Regions from separate parts of the Mus musculus genome. Here region 2 is linked to region 1. A link is a contact called in public promoter capture Hi-C data. All regions are on one chromosome and are shown on one strand. Each heading gives the region's core, a stretch centred on a gene start, on an enhancer-like site or on the middle of the called end of the contact. The rest is flanking DNA. Distances are from core to core; before and after follow the strand shown. Region 1 holds the start of Aopep (aminopeptidase O). Region 2 holds the start of Mterf3 (mitochondrial transcription termination factor 3).

Evidence for each region. Promoter capture Hi-C pulls out the DNA fragments that hold promoters and counts their contacts.
Region 2: a contact with region 1 is called in a promoter capture Hi-C map of pre-B cells, with 4 times the contacts expected there. The contact joins the promoter of Mterf3 here to the promoter of Aopep in region 1. A contact is called at or near these places in 2 of 39 promoter capture datasets (cranial neural crest and pre-B cells).

What each region holds. Positions count from the first base shown.
Region 1 is chr13:62,962,888-62,966,249 of GRCm38.p6, reverse strand. It overlaps Aopep (aminopeptidase O), which reads right to left and starts at 1,357. Exons shown (of 16, transcript NM_001289926.1): 1 at 1,231-1,357.
Region 2 is chr13:66,931,226-66,934,900 of GRCm38.p6, reverse strand. Mterf3 (mitochondrial transcription termination factor 3) reads left to right here and starts at 1,829. Exons shown (of 8, transcript NM_025547.4): 1 at 1,829-1,966. It overlaps Ptdss1 (phosphatidylserine synthase 1), which reads right to left and starts at 2,071. Exons shown (of 13, transcript NM_008959.3): 1 at 1,215-2,071. The coding sequence starts at 1,393.

The sequences.
Region 1 (3,362 bases), core at 108-2,607:
TGGGATCTGGTGTCCTCTTCTGGTGTGTCTGAAGAGAGCACTGGTGTACACATATACATAAAATAAATAAATGAATCAAGAAGAAGAAGAAGAAGAAGAAGAAGAAGAAGAAGAAGAAGAAGAAGAAGAAGAAGCAGCTGCTGCTGCTGCTTCGGCGGCATCTCAGGCTGAAAACCACCTGCTGTGTAAGCACGAGGACGCAAGTTCGGTCCCCAGAACCTGAGTGGAAAGTTTCAGGTCTGTGATTCCAGTGCTGGGGAGATAGAGGCGGGCATTTTCAAGAGTTGCTGGCTAAACCAATCTACCTGGCAAGCTCTAGGCCAGTGAGAGAACCTGTCTCAAAAACACATAAACAAAAAACGGTGGCCAGCATCTATGAAACCACAGTTGATGTTATCCCTTGTCTCCACATGCGTACACGTATTGCACACGTGCATGTGTGTGTTACACACACAATTCATATGGTCAGATGGGTGAATAAACGTATGGAATCACATATGACTAATGTAAAAAGCCTGGAATTTGACCACTGATGGTGGTTATTTTTAAAGGGGAGGAAGAGGAGAGGAGAGAGAGAGACCTTGAAGCCATGCATAACCTTGAATTTAAACTTGCCCTTTGCTTTTGGTTACTGGGAATTTTTCACCCAGTCAATTTGATGGAGCTGAGCCTCAGTTATTTTCTCTGTAAGGCAAACATAATAGTTCATAACTTGCAATACTGCATGAACTAAGGAGACAATGAAATGTAAGTGCAGGGCACAATCCCTGGAGTCTAAAAGACAAGTCGACAGTAAACAATATTATTCTCTGTAGCTCCCAATACGGGACAACCTAATCTTTACCAACTAGGAAATCACTAGCAGCCTTCTCAAATCACACGGAGCACAACACACCCTTCTGAAATGAATGCGCTAGTTGCACGTGGAAACAAAACAAAAGCACGAGGGATCAGAATTGAATTCAGCATCAACACGAGCCCAGTTGTCACCTTTGAAAACAGCTCTAAGCACCGCTCCGCTGGCCGGTGTGGTTTCCGTCTACCATGAGCACCACCTTTGCAGGTAGCGGTCGCCGCAAGTGCTGAGCGCTAATACTGCGGCTACAATTTATGTGACAGCATCCCAAGGGCTCGCCCCAGACAAGTCAGACAGGATCCCACCGCCTCGCTTCACAAGAGGCGAACAGGATCCCACTGGCTCACCACAGGGCAAGACGGATCGGATCCTACCTGCTCACCCCACCAGAGGTCGTGGGTCCGCATAACCCGGAGCGGCTGCTTGACACCGGAGCTGCAGGTTACCTGTCTCAGCTGCGGTGCTGCTGCAGCTACACTTCCGCAGACTCCGGGTTACCACGGGCTACCAGGCAAACACTAATTGCGTCATCAACACGCGCCAGGGTCGGCCGCTTCCCCCTCCCACCCCCTGTAGGCCAGTTCCTCGGCCGCTACTGCGCAGGCGCAGGGCTGCTAGTGGCCACGGTATCAAGACTCCAGACGCGTGAACTACACGCACGCCTCACTGAAATACAAATGTGTCGTTTTTGCCTTTGAGACAGGTCTCTCTGTGTAGTTCTGAGTGGTCTGGAACCTACTATGTAGACCAGGCTGGCCTCGAACTCAGAGATCAGCCTGCCTCTGCTTCCTGAGTGCGCTGTTTATTCTTCATTCCACATTTCTGAAGCATATGATTGGACTTTACATATTCATCCCAGCACAGTGCCTTAAATAAGATCATACTATGCGCCATACAGACAGTTACAGTATCTGCGGCTACAAAAGTGGGCCAGTTGTGCTTGCCTTTGTAGAGACAATCTTTGGTTGAGAAAGCAAGTTCTGAATAGTTCAACAGAATATTCCCTTTTTAAAAATTCATTTAGTATGTGGGGTGGTGTGTAATTGTATGTATGTCTAGGTACACGAATGTACAAATGGACCCCCTTGGAACTGGAGCTGCAGAGATAGTTGTAAGCTACCCCGTGAGTGCTGTACACCAAACCCAGGTCTTCTGCAACAGCAGCCAATGCTCTTAACCACTGAGTTAAGCTGCACCACATCAGCTAATTCTCGTATGGATGTTCTTAGAGGTACACATATGGAAGTAAGTCTCTGAAAAATGGAAGGAAGTCAGAGCCACTTCACTACAGGAGGTCTAATACCCTCTGAGGAGACTCATTTAACTGGGAAGAGAGGGGAAGGCTATAAAGACCTGCGAGCAAAGCAGCTAGAAGGATCAGAAGCACCTAGTACATGCAGCTTGTGGCGCCCTTGAAGAACACAGGGTGAAACCAACAAGGCCCAAAGGCCCCATCCTGCAGCACATTTCTGGGCCACTGTAAGCAAGGAGCGTGGATTCTGTCGCCAGGGAAGAGTGAGTGACAGGAACTAGTTTTGAAACGCAGAGCAGGCTGCTGTGTGTGCTGGGCATGAAGCACACAGAAAGAAGGGACTGGTGAGATGTGATGGAGAAAAATGGATACATATAAAAGGTAATTTGGAAATTGATGTGACAGGTGGGAAGGATTAGATAAAAGTCTAGACAAAAAAAAAAGTTACTGAAAGTGAGTGCTAGAATAGATTTGTTGAACTCTATAGTGAGAACCAGGTTTGTTCCATCTTTCAATCCTGACTTCTTTGCCTTCCTGTTACCCAACACTGTAGGACCACACACACACACACACACACACACACACACAGTTTCCCCTTTCCGTAACTCTTTCCTTCTTGGACTCCTTATGTTACCATCCCCAAGCCTTCAGCAGGCTTGCAATTCTAAGAGGAGAGGCATGTGAGGAGGCTAAGGAGAGGGGCTCTCCTTCCCTACTACTCGTTAGTTCATTTTGGCCACTAAAATGCTGGCCTGTGTGTAACACCCTACCAATCTTAAAAAGAAATGGTTATAAAAATATCTGTCCACACAAACTCTCCCAAACCTTTTTAAAAGATTTTAAAAATTGTTAAAATATGTATATGTGGGGATCCATGCCCATGAGTGCAAGTATCCATGGAAACCAGAGGCACTGATCACCCCCTCCCCCCGAGCTAGAGTTACAGGCAGATATGGACTGCCAGATGTGTGTGCTAGTAACCAAACTCAGGCTCTTAATCTCTGAGCCACCTCTCCAGCCTCCCAAATCTCCAAAATCTTACACAATAGTGGCTAACTCTACTTTGTTAAACTTTTTTTTTTCCTGGCCAGCTGAAACTGCAAGCTACCTTCTATTCTATCAGGCCACAGAATTTTTCCCTAGCACCCACTGAGATCGTGTGGAAAAGATTGAAAAATCAAAAGAACTTTTTGTGTGTCTCAGCTGGACAAAATCTAATAAAGGAATGGATGGTGCAGACTACTGACTATCTCC
Region 2 (3,675 bases), core at 580-3,079, 4.0 Mb before region 1:
GTGCACACACTCATTTAGTCTTCCTAATCCTGAAGTGATTACAAACTCTTTATTCATTTTATAGGCATGGACCCTCACACTGAGAACAAAGTTAAATAACTTCCCTAAAATCACAGCCAGTTTTGAAATCTTGGTTACTCTTGGAAGCCATAATGGTTTGGTGGATAGGGTATGACTCCCCTCTCTTTAAAAAATGTAATTCAGATAATATAAATTATAAGACAGAAATAGGGGTGTGTATGTTGTAGGATCCATTAGCTCCTTGGCTGAGGTCAAGGGGCCACAGATACAATAGCTTTGTAAGGTACGAAATACACAGCTATTAGAAGTGATCTGAACATGTGTGTATATTTTTAGGGGAATAAGAGAGCCATGTTATGTTGTGTGCATTTTATGTGTTTTGTTTAGTGTGGTTAGCATTCTCTAGTCTCTAGATAATACACAACTGCTTGCCACTATCCCCTTTCAGCCAGTATTTTAGAGATGCATGAGAGGGCAGGATGTGCCCCTTGTGGTCAGCGGTAGCCTATAGAGTACAGTACATTGGAAATGATGGGTATTGGCTTGTGCTTCATGGGAGGCATCCACTGGGATGTGTGTCAACAGCGACTGCTGATGCTGTGGCATTGAGGTGGTGTTTGAGACTGGGAGAAGAGTTACATTAGATGACTTTGGGAAATGTATATAAAAGGAAAAACAGTGTGGTGCACCTCACATGTACATTTGTGTGTGTGCCTGGTAATACTGAATGCCAGAGGATTTTTCTGTGTATGGTGTGTGTTTTATGTGTGTAGTGTGAGTTGAAGGAGGTTCAATCATGAAATGGTTCATGCCATTTGCTGGAGACAGACCACGGATGAGTGGTTAGAGATCAGAGCCTTCTGATAGTGACAGAGAACGATACAGAGCAAGGGGTGTGGATCACCCAGCTAGGTGACCTGCATGAGTTCCTGGTGTGGTCCGACGTAGTGAATGAGAAAGATGGGATTTGGACATGAGGGGTGGCAGGTGGAAAAGTAGGCGGAGAGGACTGTAAGCCACGCGGTAGGCAGAGGAGCTGTGTGGCCCTTGTGTCCCCGAGCTTGCACGCGTGGAACAGCTACTCACTTCCTTACCACCAGCCACACCTGGCCACCCTCCCCTCTACTGCTTCTCGGTCTGTCGTCTCTGTCCTCCTCTCCCCGGCGCTCCGCGCGACTCCAGGCCAGACTTACCTGGTGAAGGCGAAGTACATGAGGCTGATGATGGTGAAGCTGAGCAGGGTGATGGTGTGCGGCCGGTAGAAGAAGTCTATGGTGATGTCCTCCACTTGCTGCTCGTTGATCATGCGGAAATGCATCCTGTAGTTCACATCATCCTTGCTCAGAGTCCTGCTCCCCACGCAGGACGCCATAGTTCTTCTCCCCGTCCTGCCGCGGCCCCGGAGGCCCCGGCCCTAGAAGGCTGGGACCCCGGCAGCGACGGACCGCAGCAGCGAAGGTGCCTGACGCTGGGGCGGGGTCTGGCACCCTGAGAAGGGTGCTAGCCCAGGGAAGGACCCGCGCGCGAGGGCGGGGTCGCGGCGCCACCACCGCGTCCCGGAGCAGGGGGAGAAGGCAGCCTGAAGAAGCAGCCTAGTAGGGCGACATCGTAGAGCTCTCACCCTCCCCACATTACGGCGGAGTGACTGATCCTGGGAACGCGGCGACCAGCTCCAGGGCCTGCAAACCCCAGGCCAGCTCTGTCCCGGTCCCCCGCGGCGTCCCTTCCCGCGCCGCCGCAGATGGTCTCGCCCATTCGCAGCGCAGCCCACGTGGGGGGCGGTGCCGGCCTAGCGTGGCGAATCGCCGGCTTGCGAAGCTACGGTGCACCGTATCCCCGGCGTAGGTTGCACGGTCGCTGTGAAGCAGGAGCGCGAGACCGCCGCCCGGCCGGATTACTGTCCGGCCTACCTGTACCCAGCAGCGTCCGGGAGCCTCGCGGCTTGGTAGGTATCGGTGACCCGGAGAGGAGGTTCGGGCTCGATCGGTCGGTACCTAAACCTTGTGGTGGCAACGTCGCCGGGCTTGTTCATCAGCTTCAGACTAAGGCCCCGAGGATGTCCCGGCTTCCTGCGGAAGTCCTTCCCGGATAAAGCCGGTTGGTTAAAGAGTCTAAGGACTGCGGCTGCGCTGCCCAGAGGCCCTTTATTACGAAGTGCATCTTTCATCATCGGAGCTCGGGATTAGTTGTAAAGATTTTGAACCTAGAAAAGCCTGTTTCGGCTCTTGTTCCTATTCCTAACAACAAAACAAGAGTGCCCGGTAACCGCTGAGAGCTGGCGTACCCTACTAATGAACTTGAGAGATTTTAAGGATTTTTTTTTTTCTTTTGCCCTCTTAATGTACATACCGTAAGGCGTTATTCACGAGTGCACATCTTTACTCGTTTCTGAGTCCTTTGTGTCTTTATTTGTCCTGGACTCACTTCCACTCAACAAACTGGAACCCTCCAAACCTCTAGCTTGGTGCTGAAAAGACCCTGGGAAGGTGGGTCTCGAGAGGGGGCGGGACTGTGCTGTCCTTCTGCACAGACTATCAATCATTGACATTGCTGAGACAGCAAATTTATGTGAAAAGGAGTGCACTGGCAAGTAAAAGTGGAGGGTGAACATTATTAGTCTTTAGCACTCAGATCTTTGAATGCAAATAGAATTTAACAGAGTCTACTAAATGTGGAAAGGGTATTGAATTTGATTCTGGACAGACTCTAGAATGAAATTGGGGTTCTGGGAGCTGGTTTGTAAGTACCCTAGAGCCCTTATTGTAATCCCCAACATTATAAAAAGTACTTTGATGCTGAGAGTGGACCAGTGTTTTTTTCTAGAATAGCATACGTAAAAGCATGTGGAGAATAGTGTCTGAACCTCCATCATCGTGGGCTACAGTGACATATCCAGTCTTGACTGTCAGGACCCCCACTTGTAGATTGGACCTGCCTGGCTGTGCTGAAGTTTCTCTCGAAGCTTGGTCTTGTCTAGGTGGCACAACTTAGTTCCTACTTTAACTATTTTGGAGATGAGAGGGAGTTTGAGGGGAAAATTGGCAGGCTTGGAAGCCCCTTTCCAACTAAAGTTTAGCAAAAATTGCCTATTCCACAAGGTTATTGCCAACACCGCCTTCCTATACCACTTCAGAAGGAAAGATTTGCCCTTGTATTATTCTTAGCAAGCATCCCCCAACTATAACAAGAGATTAAACTCTCAAATGTTTCTTCCTATTCAGGACATAAAACTATCTGAATCCTCTGGCTAGAGAAACAGAACACAACGGCATAAGTAAGAGTTAATTGACAGTTACAGGTTTTTTGTCTGTTTAGTTGAGAATACTGCTGGCTAACATTTATTGAGCACTTTCCATTTATTCATTTATTTGAGCCGTGTCACACTTGTAGAACTTTGAGCAATCTTGCCTCAGGCTTCTGAGTGCTAGGATTACAGGCATGACCTCCCCACTCCACGCTCCTTTATAGTGATTATTTTAATTAATATTTAGGTATTGTACTCAGTTCTTTCTGCTGTTTTGGTTTTGGAGTTGGTTACTTGTTTGGGTTTTATTCTTTTTCTTTTCTTTTAGGCAGTCTCACTACATTGTTCCTGCTTGACTTGAGCTTTCAGTGCAACATCTGTGTCTCAGGAGGAGAATTCTAGGAGGCCTT